2 separate regions of the Sus scrofa genome follow, and region 1 is linked to region 2. Evidence: chromatin contacts called from public HiChIP or PLAC-seq data. All regions are on one chromosome and are shown on one strand. Each heading gives the region's core, a stretch centred on a gene start, on an enhancer-like site or on the middle of the called end of the contact. The rest is flanking DNA. Distances are from core to core; before and after follow the strand shown. Region 1 holds the start of TNXB (tenascin-X). Region 2 holds the start of NRM (nurim (nuclear envelope membrane protein)).

Region 1 (6,682 bases), core at 2,687-5,186, 930 kb before region 2:
AGTGAAGTGCTCGTGTCTCAGACTGGGGGCCTCTGGGGTGGAGTGTGCCAGGGGCAGCTGGCACTGTGGTGTGATCTGGGGCCCAGCCTCTTGGCCGAGGGAGCGGGCGGTGGGAAGGGTCAGGGCAGGTGTGGGGAAGGGCGTGTCCACAGAAGGCAAAGGCTGGTCGGTCTGGACTGCTGCCCTCCAGGACCATGTGGCTCTCTAGCCACAGCCCTGTGGTAGGCACACTGGTCTCTGGCCCTCCTGCACCGCCTGGTGGCCCCTTCCTGGCTCAGGCCCTCTTTATCTTTCTGTTCTGCTGCTTTCTTTCCTTAGCATCGGCCTTTTGTTCCCCTTATCGTCCCTGACTCTCTCTTCTTCTTGCCTTTGAACTTCTTTTTTGCCTCTCCTTGCACTCCACCCACCTCGGGTTGTCACCATCTCTTGTGGACCCTTGATTCTCTGTTCTCCTTTGTTTCCCGCTGTTTCTGACTTTCCCTTCCTCCCCCGATGCCTCGCTCTCTGCTCTCTTTTTTTTTCTGGGTCTTCTCTCACCTCCACCAGCCTCCGAGCCTTCGCCTCGTCCCTGTCATGCCTCCCCCTCTCCATTGCCCTGGCCGCTCTTCTGTCCACATTCCTCGTTCCCTTCCATGACTTCCTCTCCCCCCCCACCTCGGCCCCCTCCTCCTCCCCCCGGCCCCCTTCTGCCCTCACCTCCCCGCTCCTCTGTGCTCTCCCCAGCTGCGGGGCCAGGACTGGAGAGCCCAACACGTTTGCCTCATCGTTCTGCTATGGCTTCTGGATGCAGCACATCTGGATTCCGGGGCCCAGATGTGTGGTTGCCACAGCGACCTCGGTCCCTCTGGTAAATACGGGCGCCCACCCGCCCCAGAGCAGAGAACAAAATAATTGTGTGACTTTCTTTTGTCACGAGATAGAAATGTCCTCCCTCCTCCCTTTTCCCCACACCCATGTCTCCAGGCAAAGGAAGTTTTAAGGGTCAGCACCCATCCATCTGTGGCTCTCTTGCCCCCGCTTCAGCCCCAGCCTCTCAGCTCTCCCCCATCTTTCGCCTCAGGCCCAGGCTTCTCTCTCCCCCGTGTTCCCCATCCTCCCCAGCTCCTGCCCCCCAATCGCAGTGATGGCGTGTTGACTCCCCTTATACTTGACAATTTCTTCCAGTTCTGTCTACATAATAACTGGATGCGGGAAGATGTTTCAGAAGTCCAGCTCACCCATCCATCCTTCTCAAACAGGCCCTTCCAGGAGCCCCTTCCTGTGTTTCTGCCCTGTCTCCAATCTTTCCAGGGCTGTTCTTGGGGGAGGGGAAGGAATACAGGCTTTGGAGTCAGAAAACCGGGGCCGAGACCCACCTTCACCCCCGCTAGCAAAGTCTCTGGGACAAGGCCCTTCACATCAACGAGCCTTCGTTTCCTTGGCACAAAGTGGGATTAACAAGACACTGCAGTGTAGGAAAGCGCTTTGTAAACGGAAGCCCAGTACAACTGTTTTCTATCTTCTCTCTGGGACTGCTTCTTTGGATCGAAGCCCCTGGCCTCACTTCGCTCCCTCTCTCTATCCTTCAGGCCCTTGCCCTTAATTGCCCTTACTCTTCTCCGGCTTCCTCAGCTTCCCCGGCTTCCCCTTTCCTTCTTTGCTGTACCTTTTATGCCTTATCCTCCTAAGGTTAGGACAGGAACTTGGAGGCTTATTCAAGGGTGGGGGTGCAGAACCGCAGACACCAGGGCTGAGGATTCAGAAAACCACCAGAGCACGGGACCCCAGCCTTTCTGCCCATCACCCAGGACACTCCGGGGAAGGCAACCCAGCTTCGAGCATGGGCCTTCCCTGCCTTCACGCTGGGGCTCCCTGCCAGACACCCTGGCCTCATCCTTCTCTCCCAATCCTTGTATTGACAGGCATTTACAAGGCATCTGCTCAATGCAAGGCTTGGTGCTTTTCTGATAAAATGCAGACATATGCAGGACATGAGCTCCTCCAAGAGCCCGAAAGCCAGGGTGAAAATCAAATTTTAGATAAGAATTATCTCAGAACTTGGAATTATGTCTGTCAAGCCTCCAGTGGCTTCTTCAAACGCCTTGTAAGCTTGTAAATATCTGGAATCCAGCATTCCCTCCTCTGGCTCGGGCATCCCGGCTCTCCCCAGAAGTGGCCTTCACAACACCCAGGGCCATCCTTCCAGCTCTTGCTTCTTTCCCTCCAGGGCCTATCAGAGAAAATCCGTTCTCTATGCAGTCTGCTCTCTCCGTGTAATGCTGTTTCGGACCCTCCGCCCTTTCATCGACCTTCCCCCAACCCCTGCCTGGAGATCTGAGGGAAGCTGTTACCTATTCCAGGCTCTGGGGGCTTCGCGCCAAAGCAGAGGAAGGAAGTCGAGCCCAGCTCCATCCAAGATGCTGACTTCATCCTCCACATTAAAGCCAGGAAAAAAACAGCCATACTCACAGACACACGGACACACACGGGGACACCCACGCGAGAGCCCATGCGAGCCTTTGTCCTCGGCCACCGGGAGGTCATGGGGCGTATGGCGCAGCCACATGCAGTACTGACCTGCCCTGGCCCAGGGACACCCCACACCCATGACTGGGATCTGACCCTGGTGCAGACACCTGTGCCCCAACCCAAGCGACAGAATCAGGCACATGCTGGCTCCTGAACGTCCCATTCACTCATGACCTGTGACCTGGCCAGTCTACACCTCAGTGGTGAGGATTGTGCCTGGGTGGCAAGAACTTTATCCTTGGCGTGAAACTTGTGGGTGTGTGTCGGGGGGTGTCTTGCTGCCCCTGCCCAGGGGTAAGGTTTTTCTCGTCTGGCAAAAGTCTCCTTTTCAGCCCCTCATCAGGGTAGCAGAGCACACGGGGCAATGAGGCCAGAGATAGAGCCCAGCAGCCTGATGGCAGTGTGTCTGCCACCCTGTCCTCAGGTGTCAGTCTTCCTGTCTCTCCTGAGATCAGAGCGACCTTCTCTAACTCTCTGCTCCCACCCCCCTGCACCACCCTTCCACGGTCCACAAGGTCACCCCCCTGCGTGCCCCCACCCCGTAGCTGCCCCTGCCTCCATCCCTAACCTTCCTCCTAACTTTGAGGCTTCCCTTCCACCTCCCCTGAACCCCAAATTCTTTCCCAAGTGTTCAGCCAAGCCTTTGTCCAGCAGTGCACAAACCTCAGCTGCCATTTCTCTAGGAATTTGCTGAGGTGGGAGAATGAAAAGGGGGCATTGATCCTGAGCTGAGAACCAAAGGTGGACTGAACAGTACAGCCAGCGAGAGACGGCACGGGAACGGGGCGGGCCGAGAGGATAGAAGAGACAGGACAGGTGGAAGCAGTGGGGCCGGCAGGGGCACAGGTGAGGGGACAAGGAGTCCTGGAAAGGGGCCCATGTTGGAGAGGGATTTAGGCTTGGGAGGGGGCTTTCCTCCTGCCACCCCTTACCCCTGCCCTGCCCGGAGACAAGGTGTGGAGATGAAGGAGTGGGTGCTGGGCAGCAGACAGACAGCAAAGATCCAAGCTGGAGCAATGTGGCAACTGGGAGGGGGATGCGGGAGGGGGGCTGGCCGTGGGGAAGGGTGTTGGTGGAGAGGAGAAAACGGGTCGGAGAGCAGGCGTAACAGGTAGGGAAATGGTGGGGGTGAGAAAGAAATGGCATGAGGGATGGGGGGGTATCAAGTTGAGCAAAAAAATAGGGTGAGGAGGAAGAATAAAATGGTATAAGGAGAGGTCGTGGGAGGTCAGACTAGGGCTGGAGGGGGCGAGATGAGGGTGTCGTGGGACTCGGTGATCCCAGACAGGGAGGAGAGAAGGGGTGGCATGTGATGACGGCTGGGAGGGCCTGCCCTATCTCCGCTCCCCTCCCTGACCTCATGCTGGTCCTCCCCTTCTCCTCCCCCTGCTCGCTACAGGCTCCCTCCTCCTCCCTGTCGCTGCCCAGATCGACGGTCAGGTCGCAGCTTAGTGAGCCCCTGCTGCAGGGAACAAGCAAGGGGACATCCAGGGCTGCCAAGGGAAGCCCACCCACCCTGCCCTGAGCGCCCCCTTCCCAAGGTCGGGGGCAGAGCAGGTGCAGAGGCATTGTGGCCGCTGGTTACCCAGGTAAGGAACTGCTCTCGGGAGATGGAGGGAAAGGCAGGGAGATGTGGGGACTTCTAGCCCCACATCCCAGGTGAAGGTTGGCAGGAGAGCCTCCCAGAGCAAGGACTTTTGCGTTGGGGCAGAGGGAATAGGACCACGCACTGGGGACTGGAGTCCCTGTGGACGGTGCGTCTGGGAGGATGGGTGCTTGGAGTGGAGGAGTGGATGCTGGGGTTTGGACAGGACCCTGTGCTGGCACCAAGGTGGAGGTGGTGGTCGGTAAGGTAAGGTGGGACTCTGGGCTCTGGAGGTGCCAGGGTTGGGAGAAACCAGGGGCCAGCTGAACCTCAGGAGGAAAATGCTGGTGGAACCCCAAGTTCTCCGGCTGGAGCGGCTGAGCCAGAACTCCAGCTTCTTTGCGCGTCCAGATGGGGACTCTCTGGTGGCAGCACATGCGCTTCTAGGCTGGAGGAGGGTCTGGGGGTCTTGAGCCCTTAGGAATGCTGAAGCAGAGCAGGATCAGGACTCCCAGGTCTGGGAAGGGCACAGAGCCTGTAGAGAGAATCCTAAAACTTGTTCTTGGCAGAAAGCTTCGCACCCATGACTCACGGTTCAGCGAGGCCGAGATGACTGAGAGGTGCCTCCAGGGGCACAGGGGCTCCGTCTTTGCTCGTCCCCCTTCCAGGCTCTCCCTGCTCCTGTCCGTCTAAACCTCCCCCCTCCACGTGACACACCCTGGGTGGGACGGGCGGGACCCTTATCTCGCCTGGAAAGAATTTAATGGCTTGGAAACAACTGGAAGTGGAACTGAGAGGAACTACTGGGAAGCAACTCGGAAACACGGAAACATCACAGCTGCTGGCCGTCCGCTTCCAATCCCCACCCACTTCCCAGAGCCTCAGCCCCCTCCCTTCTTTCCCTGACCCGGCGTCCAAATCCCCAGGGACCCCGCACCTCGGTTCCTCAAAATTCCTTTCCCCCTCAGTCCTGGTCACTCCGTGCAGGACCAGAACCTGCCTTCCTGTCCCTCACTGCCCCTGCCTCCGGACTCCTTCCCCGGGGGTCTGGAAATTCTTCCTTTTAATTTCCTTATCTCTCTCGGGTCCATTAGCTTCCCAGAATACAGGGCATCTCAATTCTCCAACTCCCTCGCTCCCGGTGCCTCCTTGTCACCTGGTTACACCCCAATATCTGGAACCCATTGTCACCTCCGTCCTTCATCTCACGGTCCTGGAACTCTTTTACCTTCACTTCTCCTGTAGCATAAGGGGCAGAGGGGAGCATGGGGGTGGGCCCCCAACCCTCCCACCTTTGGGACATCCCTCGTGGAAGCCAGCCCCTTCCCCCACCTCTTGGGACCTAGAGTCCCTGATGAGCAAAGTGTCAAAATTGGCCACTGCATGAATACCCGGCAGTCTGAGTCACAGCTTGGGAAGGTGCCCCTATCCCTGCCAGCCCTCCAACTGTGGGGAGGATGCCCAGTGCATGAGGCCACATCTCCCCTCCTTCCCCCCACTGCAGAAAGCACCCCAGATGCGGCAGTAGGGGGGATGATGAGCCGAAAACACAGGGGACACCTCCGTTTTCCGCTTTCCTGGTGCTGACAGAAGTGTGGAATTCTTCAAGAATTGAGAGTTGGGATTGTGGGGATAGTAGAGACTGGGCAGGAGAGGGGACTGGGGAAGGAGGCTCGGGGGTGTGTGGCCTATGGGGGCCATGCCTCTCCTTTCAGACCAGTTTACCACTTTCCTGCTTTTCTTCTTGCCACAGAGACAACCCCCATTACCCCCCAGCATGTGGGGAAAGATGCAGGATCCTGTTGTGGAGAGGGGGGTACTGGACAGCTCCCAAAGGCCTCCAGGGGTGTGGGGCACCCTGTATCCTCTGTTCCCCACTGGAGAAGGGCCTCCTGTGTGGTTCCCCAGCTAAGGTCTTTGACTCACACAGCTTTTTTAGGCATCACCCACCAACTGGGTGTGGAAGAACCATGAAGAGAAGATTGTGTATGTGTGTGTGTGCGGGTGCACATGCGCGCCCATGCCCAAACTCAAATATGTGAGCCTGCAAAGATGCAGGCTTCTTTGAATAAACAAGGGCACACATATACGAGAAGTGTGTTCACATGTGCGTTTGTGGATGAGCACACACGAGTGTATCTGTATGGGTACGTATATCTGTGTGTGCCAGCACGGGGTGGTGTGCATGGCCTTAGACACGGGTCAGCAGGATCTGAAGGTGGGTGTGAGCCCACCTCACTCCCAACTGAGAGAAGGGCTGAGGGGCCCCGGGAAGGGCAGCTCTCTGCCTGCCAGGCCTCTCGGTCTGGCTTCGCGACTCGGCATGGCAAGGCTCTGTCCCCGTTGGCCAGCTCCCCTTTCATCTCTCGTGGGATCGTGGCGGGGGTGGGGCACGAAAACTCATTTTTCTCAGACCCAGAGGAGAATTTTAGAGTATGTTAAGGATCTAGCATTGGCACTGCCGCGTTTCCATCACTCCCCCTCCCCCCTCCACACTCCTCTGTTACCATGCCCCTCCCACTTCACCCCAAGCGCCCCACTACCTTTCCTCACCAACCTTTGCCTCCCACTTCTTGCCTCAGTGAATTC
Region 2 (6,484 bases), core at 497-2,996:
CAAATTAGGATAATTTGGAGAGTTTATTTAATGAAGTGAAAATTAAAGAGAAATCACAAAGAATAATGAAATACCCCAGTATCCACAGCTCTGTTGTGACCACCTTTAAACCCAAAAAATTGGAGAGGAGGGAACAGTTACACAGAGAGGTTTCCCTCAAATGCTTTGATTTTCATTGATGTAGTCAATTCAGGACAACTTCCTGAGGCAGCAGGATGGAGAGAGTGAATCAGAAGGGAAAACAGGGTATCTGGTACAGTATACAGTAGCGTTGATTCAGAGGAGAGTGGGAGGGAGGAGAATGAAGTTAGTCTGTGGGATGCTCTCCAGCAATTTCATCATCCCTGAGCCCACAGGACTAGCAGCTTTTTTTTTTTTTTTTTTGTCTTTTTAGGGCCACACCCATGGCATATGGAGGTTCCCAGGCTAGGGGTCTAATCGGAGCTACAGCTGCTGGCCTACACCAGAGCTCGCAGCAACGCCAGATCCTTAACTCACTGAGCAAGGCCAGGGGTCAAACCCACATCCTCATTGATACTAGTCGGGTTCATAACCCACTGAGCCACCATGGGAACTCCCTGGAGTTTGATTTTTATTTTTTATTTTATTTTATTTTTTGTCTTTTCTAAGGCTGCTCCCACGGCATATGGAAGTTCCCAGGCTAGGGGTCTAATCAGAGCTGTAGTTGCCGGCCTACACCAAAGCCACGGCAACATGGGATCCGAGCCATGTCTTTGACCTACACCACAGCTCACGGCAACGCCGGATTCTTAACCCACTGAGCAAGGCCAGGGATCGAACCTGCAACCCCATGGTTCCTAGTCGTATTTGTTAACCACTGAGCCATGACGGGAACTCCTGGAGTTTGATTTTTCGATGTAAATGGTAGTCTGTAGGAATTACAAACAGGAGTATAGGAAAAACTTAACAAAATATCTTTGAGGTTTCTGACTTGTGGAGTCAAATTAATGAGGTTGAAGGCTAAAGTCATAGGTAGTTAATTATCACAGCTTGGATGAAATTAACCTACAAGGTTTACAACTGTAATAAAATTTTCTATCAAATACTTTAACATTGTTACTCTCATAGTTACAAAGCAATAGCCTTTGGCATTATTAGAACAAATCTTTCAGTGGTACAGACAACTTCTCTGCCTTTAGCAAACAGAGAGGAACAACTCAACAGTAAGTTATAGAATAAGCATTAATTTGTGGTAAAATAGTAACTCTTTCATCCAGCAAGATATAATAGGTGATTCAGAGCTGTGGGTTCTCAGCCTGGGTCAACAGTCTTCTGTTCTCTCACCTTTCATTATTAAAGTGTTAACTGAGGCTTTGTGACCTCTCACTCTGGCTATTTTCTATCAAAGCTATTGAAGGAAAGGGGGTTCATAATGCTCTGTTTCTGCAAGAATCCTTCAAAAGAGGAATTGACTTCATTTTAGATGCGAAAACTAGCCGAGCTGTGGAATCAAGCCACGTGAGTGACTGCACAGCCCTTGCCCTTTTCACCTCTCACTTGGGATTCTAACATTCCCTTCTGTGACGCGGAGATCGCAGGCTCCCGGGGATCCATCCTGCAGCCTGGTGGTGGAGAACCGCGCGCGCGCCTGCCGGAAGCCCGGACGCCCGCGCGCAGGAGCCCCGCCCTCCTGGGCGAGGTCCCCGGCGGGAGGCGGGTCCGGGGCGGGGCCTGCAGCCGCGGGAATCCCAAACCCGCCCCTTTCCCCACCTCTGTTTCTCGCCATGGCCCCTGCACTGCTCCTCGTCCCTGCTGCCCTCGCATCTTTCATCCTGGCCTTTGGCACCGGAGTGGAGTTCGTGCGCTTTACCTCCCTTCGGCCACTTCTTGGAGGGATCCCGGAGTCTGGTGGTCCGGGTGAGCGGGAGGGGCCGAGGACGAGCTCTGGGGTAGGGGGGTGGAGCCGGAGCCGAGGGAGCGGGGGCGGGGTTTGGAGACAAATGACAGGGGAAGTCCAGGAGAGGGAACTGGAACCGTGAAAGCCGCCGAGGAGCTGCAGTGGAGACCAAAGGGCTAAATTGGGAACCCAGGGATTAGCGGTTTGGAGAGGCGGGAGAGTGAGGCTGAGGGGGAGGGAAAGGGCGATGAAGAGAGTATTCCAATGAAAGTGCTTCGTAAAGAGGACTAAGGAGAAGAGTGTTATAAAGAGGGAGTATTAGGAGAACTGAAACAAGAAGGGCAGTCCAACAGTGGGTGGCCTCTGCAGCCATGCGTTTCATGACTATCCAACACGAATCCTTTTCCTCTGAAGGAGGTCTGGGGAAGAGGGAAGAAACAGGGAAGAAAAACAGGAAACAAGAGGGAAGAAAAATGAGGTGGGGAGTTCCTCTTGTGGCTCAGTGGATTAGGAACCTGACATAGTATCCGTGAGGGTGCGGGTTGGATCCCTTAGTCAGTGGGTGAAGGCTCTGGTGGTGTAAGCTGCAGCGTGGGTTACAGATCTAGCTCAGATCTGATGTTGCCGTGGCTATGGTGTAGGTCTGCAGTGCAGCTCCAAGGCTACCCCTAGCCCAGGAACTTCCGTATGCCACAGGTATGGCCCTAAAAAGAAAACAAAACAAAAAAGAAAAGTGAGGTGGGCAAAGCCTAGAGAGGAAGCATTAGGCTCTTGAAAACATTAAGGGATGTGGTCCTAAGATGAAATAAGGGTCAGGAGTGTTGCCCACCATCTTCTTGATTTGTGTCCGTTTTTCCAACTCCCGCTAGATGCTCGCCAGGGCTGGCTGGCTGCCCTGCAGGACCAAAGCATCTTGGTCCCTCTGGCTTGGGATCTGGGGCTCCTGCTACTATTTGTGGGGCAGCACAGCCTCATGGCAACTGAGACAGTGAAAGCATGGATGTCCCGGTACTTTGGGGTCCTTCAGAGGTCACTGTACGTGGCATGCACTGCCCTGGCCTTGCAGGTATGGAGCCCTGGCAACTAAGTCCCCAAGGGAAACAGTCTGTGGGAAAGATGCTGTCCATTGGCAAGGCAAGGGCCTTAGGTTTTCTGATAAAATGTGGATTGAGGAGGAGAACTGAAGGTGTTCAGGACTGTAACCTCAGCTTCCATTCCTCCACAGCACAAATCCTACTTTTTATCAAGAAGGATGTACTGCTTGTCATTCCCCGAGCACGATATGTGCATTCTCACCCTTGCAACTTTGTTCCTGTTGTCCTGCTTGAGATACCCTTGTTCGCTCCTCTTCAGTCCCATCCTTTCTTCACAACCACCTCCCTAGGTTTCAAAGAAGGCTTCCCAGTTGCTACTCATCTGTCTTCCCAGTGGGTGCTTGGCATAGGCTACTTTGTGACCCTATCTGGTTACTCACATCCATTCTGTAACTCCTCAGAGTAGAGAGGAGTCATCCTTACATCCTTGGGATCCCACCCAGCCCCCTCCCCTTGGCGAAAATTTTCACAGTGGAGGTGGGAAAGCAGGAGGTCAGCCTGGGGTGGGGGCAGCCTCTGGGTCTAGGTCTTTCAGGAGTGGGCTGCTCGGATACCCACCCCCTCATCCTTCTTCAGCTGGTGATGCGGTACTGGGAGCCTGTACCCAGGGGCCCGGTATTGTGGGAGGCTCAGGCCGAGCCATGGGCCACCTGGGTGCCCCTCCTCTGCTTTGTGCTCCACGTCATTTCCTGGCTCCTCATCTTCAGCATCCTTCTCGTCTTTGACTACGCAGAACTCATGGGCCTCAAACAGGTGAGGCTCCCAGATCCCTCCCTGAGACCTCTGATTCTTTCCAGAACACCTCTTTCCCTTCCAAGGATGTCCCTCCTCCTCCTTCCTCTTGCTTTTGACTCCCTCGCCTCCCTTTCTTGTAAGATAGTCTCCCCCCAAAGGCCAGAAACCATGGCTCTTCTGGACCTGGGGAAAATTCAGGGGCCCAAGTCTCAGAGGGGTGGTTCTTGGATTGAACCTGAGTTATAGAAGGAGGGTGCCTGGAAGGGGAGGAAAGAGGCAGCCAAGTTGTGACAAGGGCTTGAGTCCACTTCTAAGCCGTTCTCCCTCTCCCAGGTGTACTACCACGTGCTGGGGCTGGGTGAGCCCCTGGCCCTGAAGTCTCCCCGAGCTCTGAGACTCTTCTCTCACCTGCGCCACCCCGTGTGCGTGGAGCTGCTGACAGTGCTCTGGGTGGTGCCCACTCTGGGCACTGACCGCCTCCTTCTTGCTCTCCTCCTTACCCTCTACCTGGGCCTGGCTCACGGACTTGACCAGCAAGACCTCCGCTACCTCCGGGCCCAGCTGCAAAGAAAACTCCACCTGCTCTCCCGGCCCCAGGATGGGGAGGCTGAGTGAGAAGCTAACCCTGGTTCCAAGCCCTACACTTCCTCTCCCTCCAATTCCAAACCCCTTCTCATCCAGGACCTGTCTGCTTCAGACCAGAGACCCAAATCCAAGGACTGAAGGACCTGTCCCTTCCCCTGCTTAAGCCTCTCCTTCTTGGGTCCAGCTCTAGACCCTAAATTGAGTTTCAGCTACTGGACGCCAAGGTCCACTTCTCACCAGCCAGGAAGAGGGAGTGGGAAACTTTATCTTTCTCCTCATAGTTTAGGGCTTGACCCTCCGTTTACAACCTCCTTACAAGGAGAAGGGCCTGGCCTGACCAATCCCCTGGCCCTGTTACTCGCCTCTGCGCCTCAGGGATTCTCTTCCCACATCTTGCTCCACCTCCTAGAAGCTGGACCAAGGTCTGCAAGTTTGACAATAGAGGCTGCCCCCCACCCCCCCACCCCAGGCTCCAGGCCTTGCAGCTGCAGGCCAGCCCCACCGCCTGGCCTCTCCAGCTCCATAGGCCCTTGCCCTTGGGCTCTATCCTCGAACTTAGTTGGGCAGATTCTCCCGCTCTTAATTCAGGTGACTAAGTGCTCCCTGCTCTCCCGAGGAACTCGCGCTACAAGAAAATAAAATCCAGCCTGGTTTTTCTACATGTAGCATGCAGTCTGTCCAGTGCCTCTCAAGCTGCAGGGCTGATTCTGGGAAGGACAGGCGAGCCAAGCCCGAGTCAAGGCATCCGCCGCGCCCTCTGGCGACCGCTGGGCGGCGGCCACTCCCAAAGGACCCACCCCTCCTTCAAATCCCCCAATTTCCTCGCTGCAGATTTGGGGGCCCCGGCAGGAGACAGGTTGAAGCTGAAGAGTGGGGACAGCGGCTCGGGTAAGAAAGCGAGCTTCCGAAACCTTTGGCTTCCGAGCACAGCTCCTGCCGATGCCCCACCACCGCCACCACCACGGGCCCCCCGTAGCCCTGCGGCCGCCCCGGCCCCCACACTAACAAAGGCTGGCCGGGGAAAGCAAAAGCGTGGGGAGGAGCGGCAGGAGATGGGAAGGGCGGGCCCCGCTCAGAGCAGCTGCTGCTTCCTCCCCAAGTCCCTCGAGGGGCCTGAGTCACGGGCCGCCGCCCTGGGTCGGCGAGCTGGGGGCGGGGGGTCTGGACACCTGGGTTATCCCGGGTTACCGGGCGGGAGCCGGGTGAGAGGCCCTGGGGACAGACAGCGTAAAGGCCAGGGCTTGCGGCGGGAAAAGAGGTGTCCGGGAGCCCAATCCCACGCGGGGTCGAAGAGGGCGAGGCTCCGCCCCCTAGTCCGGCTCCGCCCCGCGCCCCCTTCGCTCTTCCCCATTGTCCTCAGACAAAGCGGTCGCCGCCCCCCGCCCGGCCCCCAGGTCTCTGTCTCCGTTCCTCCTCCTCCGCTCCCTCTTTCCCTCCTCCTCCCCCTCCCTCCTCCCCTCCCGCCTGTCTCCGGATCTCCCTCGATCCCTCTCTCCTCCTCTTCCTCTCTCCTCCTCTCTCCGGACACCAGGCTCCTCCGCACCCCCGCCCCCGGGAGCCCCGCGGCGAGTGAGTTGACGGAGGGGCTTCAGACTTGGGGAGGGTGTCTCCTCTCTCCCGTCCCTTCTCCCGTCCCCGGCCCGGACCTTGGGCTGTCTCCTCTTTGTGCCGAGATTGCCTGTCTGTGCGGCCAGAGCCGGCTGGGGATGGCCGGCTATGTCGGGGTTCCGTGAGAGCCGATACCGGGCACGGGACTGGCAGGCTCCGGAGGCGTGGAGCTGGTCCTTCGCATGCCTGGGTCCCGGGGCACCGCCGGTGCAGGAGGCAGGCGGTGGTACGGGGACCGGGTGGGGGTGGACGCCAGGGTTCTGGGAATGTGCTGGCAGGTCTGACGCCCGGGTTCCGAAAGTCCCCGGGGGAGGGTATTTCCCCTGACCCGCCTCGGGGCGGAGTGCGGGGCGGGGGGTGGGGGCTGGGGGGCCGGAGAGGCGTGGCCCGAGCGGAGCTGGAAGGGGAGCCCGGACCTCCGGGGCCCGTGCTGAGACTCGCCGGGCTGCAGCCGCGGAGCTCCCTCACCCCTCTGCCCCGATTTCCCCTTCTCCCCAGGACTCGTCCACTCTCCGCCCTCCCACCTTCCCGACACCCGTGCAGATCCCACTGCCCCCTCTCCGGCGGGATTCCCTGACCTCTCCTCCAGCTCTCAGCGCTCCTG

The links. HiChIP or PLAC-seq counts read pairs in DNA pulled down with a chosen protein or histone mark.
Region 1: a contact with region 2 is called in an H3K27ac HiChIP or PLAC-seq map of skeletal muscle, with 4 times the contacts expected there. The contact joins the promoter of TNXB here to the promoter of NRM in region 2. A contact is called at or near these places in 1 of 5 promoter capture datasets (liver) and 1 of 2 datasets of contacts at active chromatin or transcription factors (skeletal muscle).

Annotation. Positions count from the first base shown.
Region 1 is chr7:24,153,069-24,159,750 of Sscrofa11.1, reverse strand. It overlaps TNXB (tenascin-X), which reads left to right and starts at 3,936. Exons shown (of 49, transcript NM_001123204.1): 1 at 3,936-4,097. It also overlaps a transcript of ATF6B not described here.
Region 2 is chr7:23,220,758-23,227,241 of Sscrofa11.1, reverse strand. NRM (nurim (nuclear envelope membrane protein)) reads left to right here and starts at 1,746. Exons shown (of 4, transcript NM_001123151.1): 1 at 1,746-1,878; 2 at 2,728-2,924; 3 at 3,529-3,705; 4 at 4,021-4,302. The coding sequence starts at 1,746. The coding sequence ends at 4,302. It also overlaps a transcript of PPP1R18 not described here.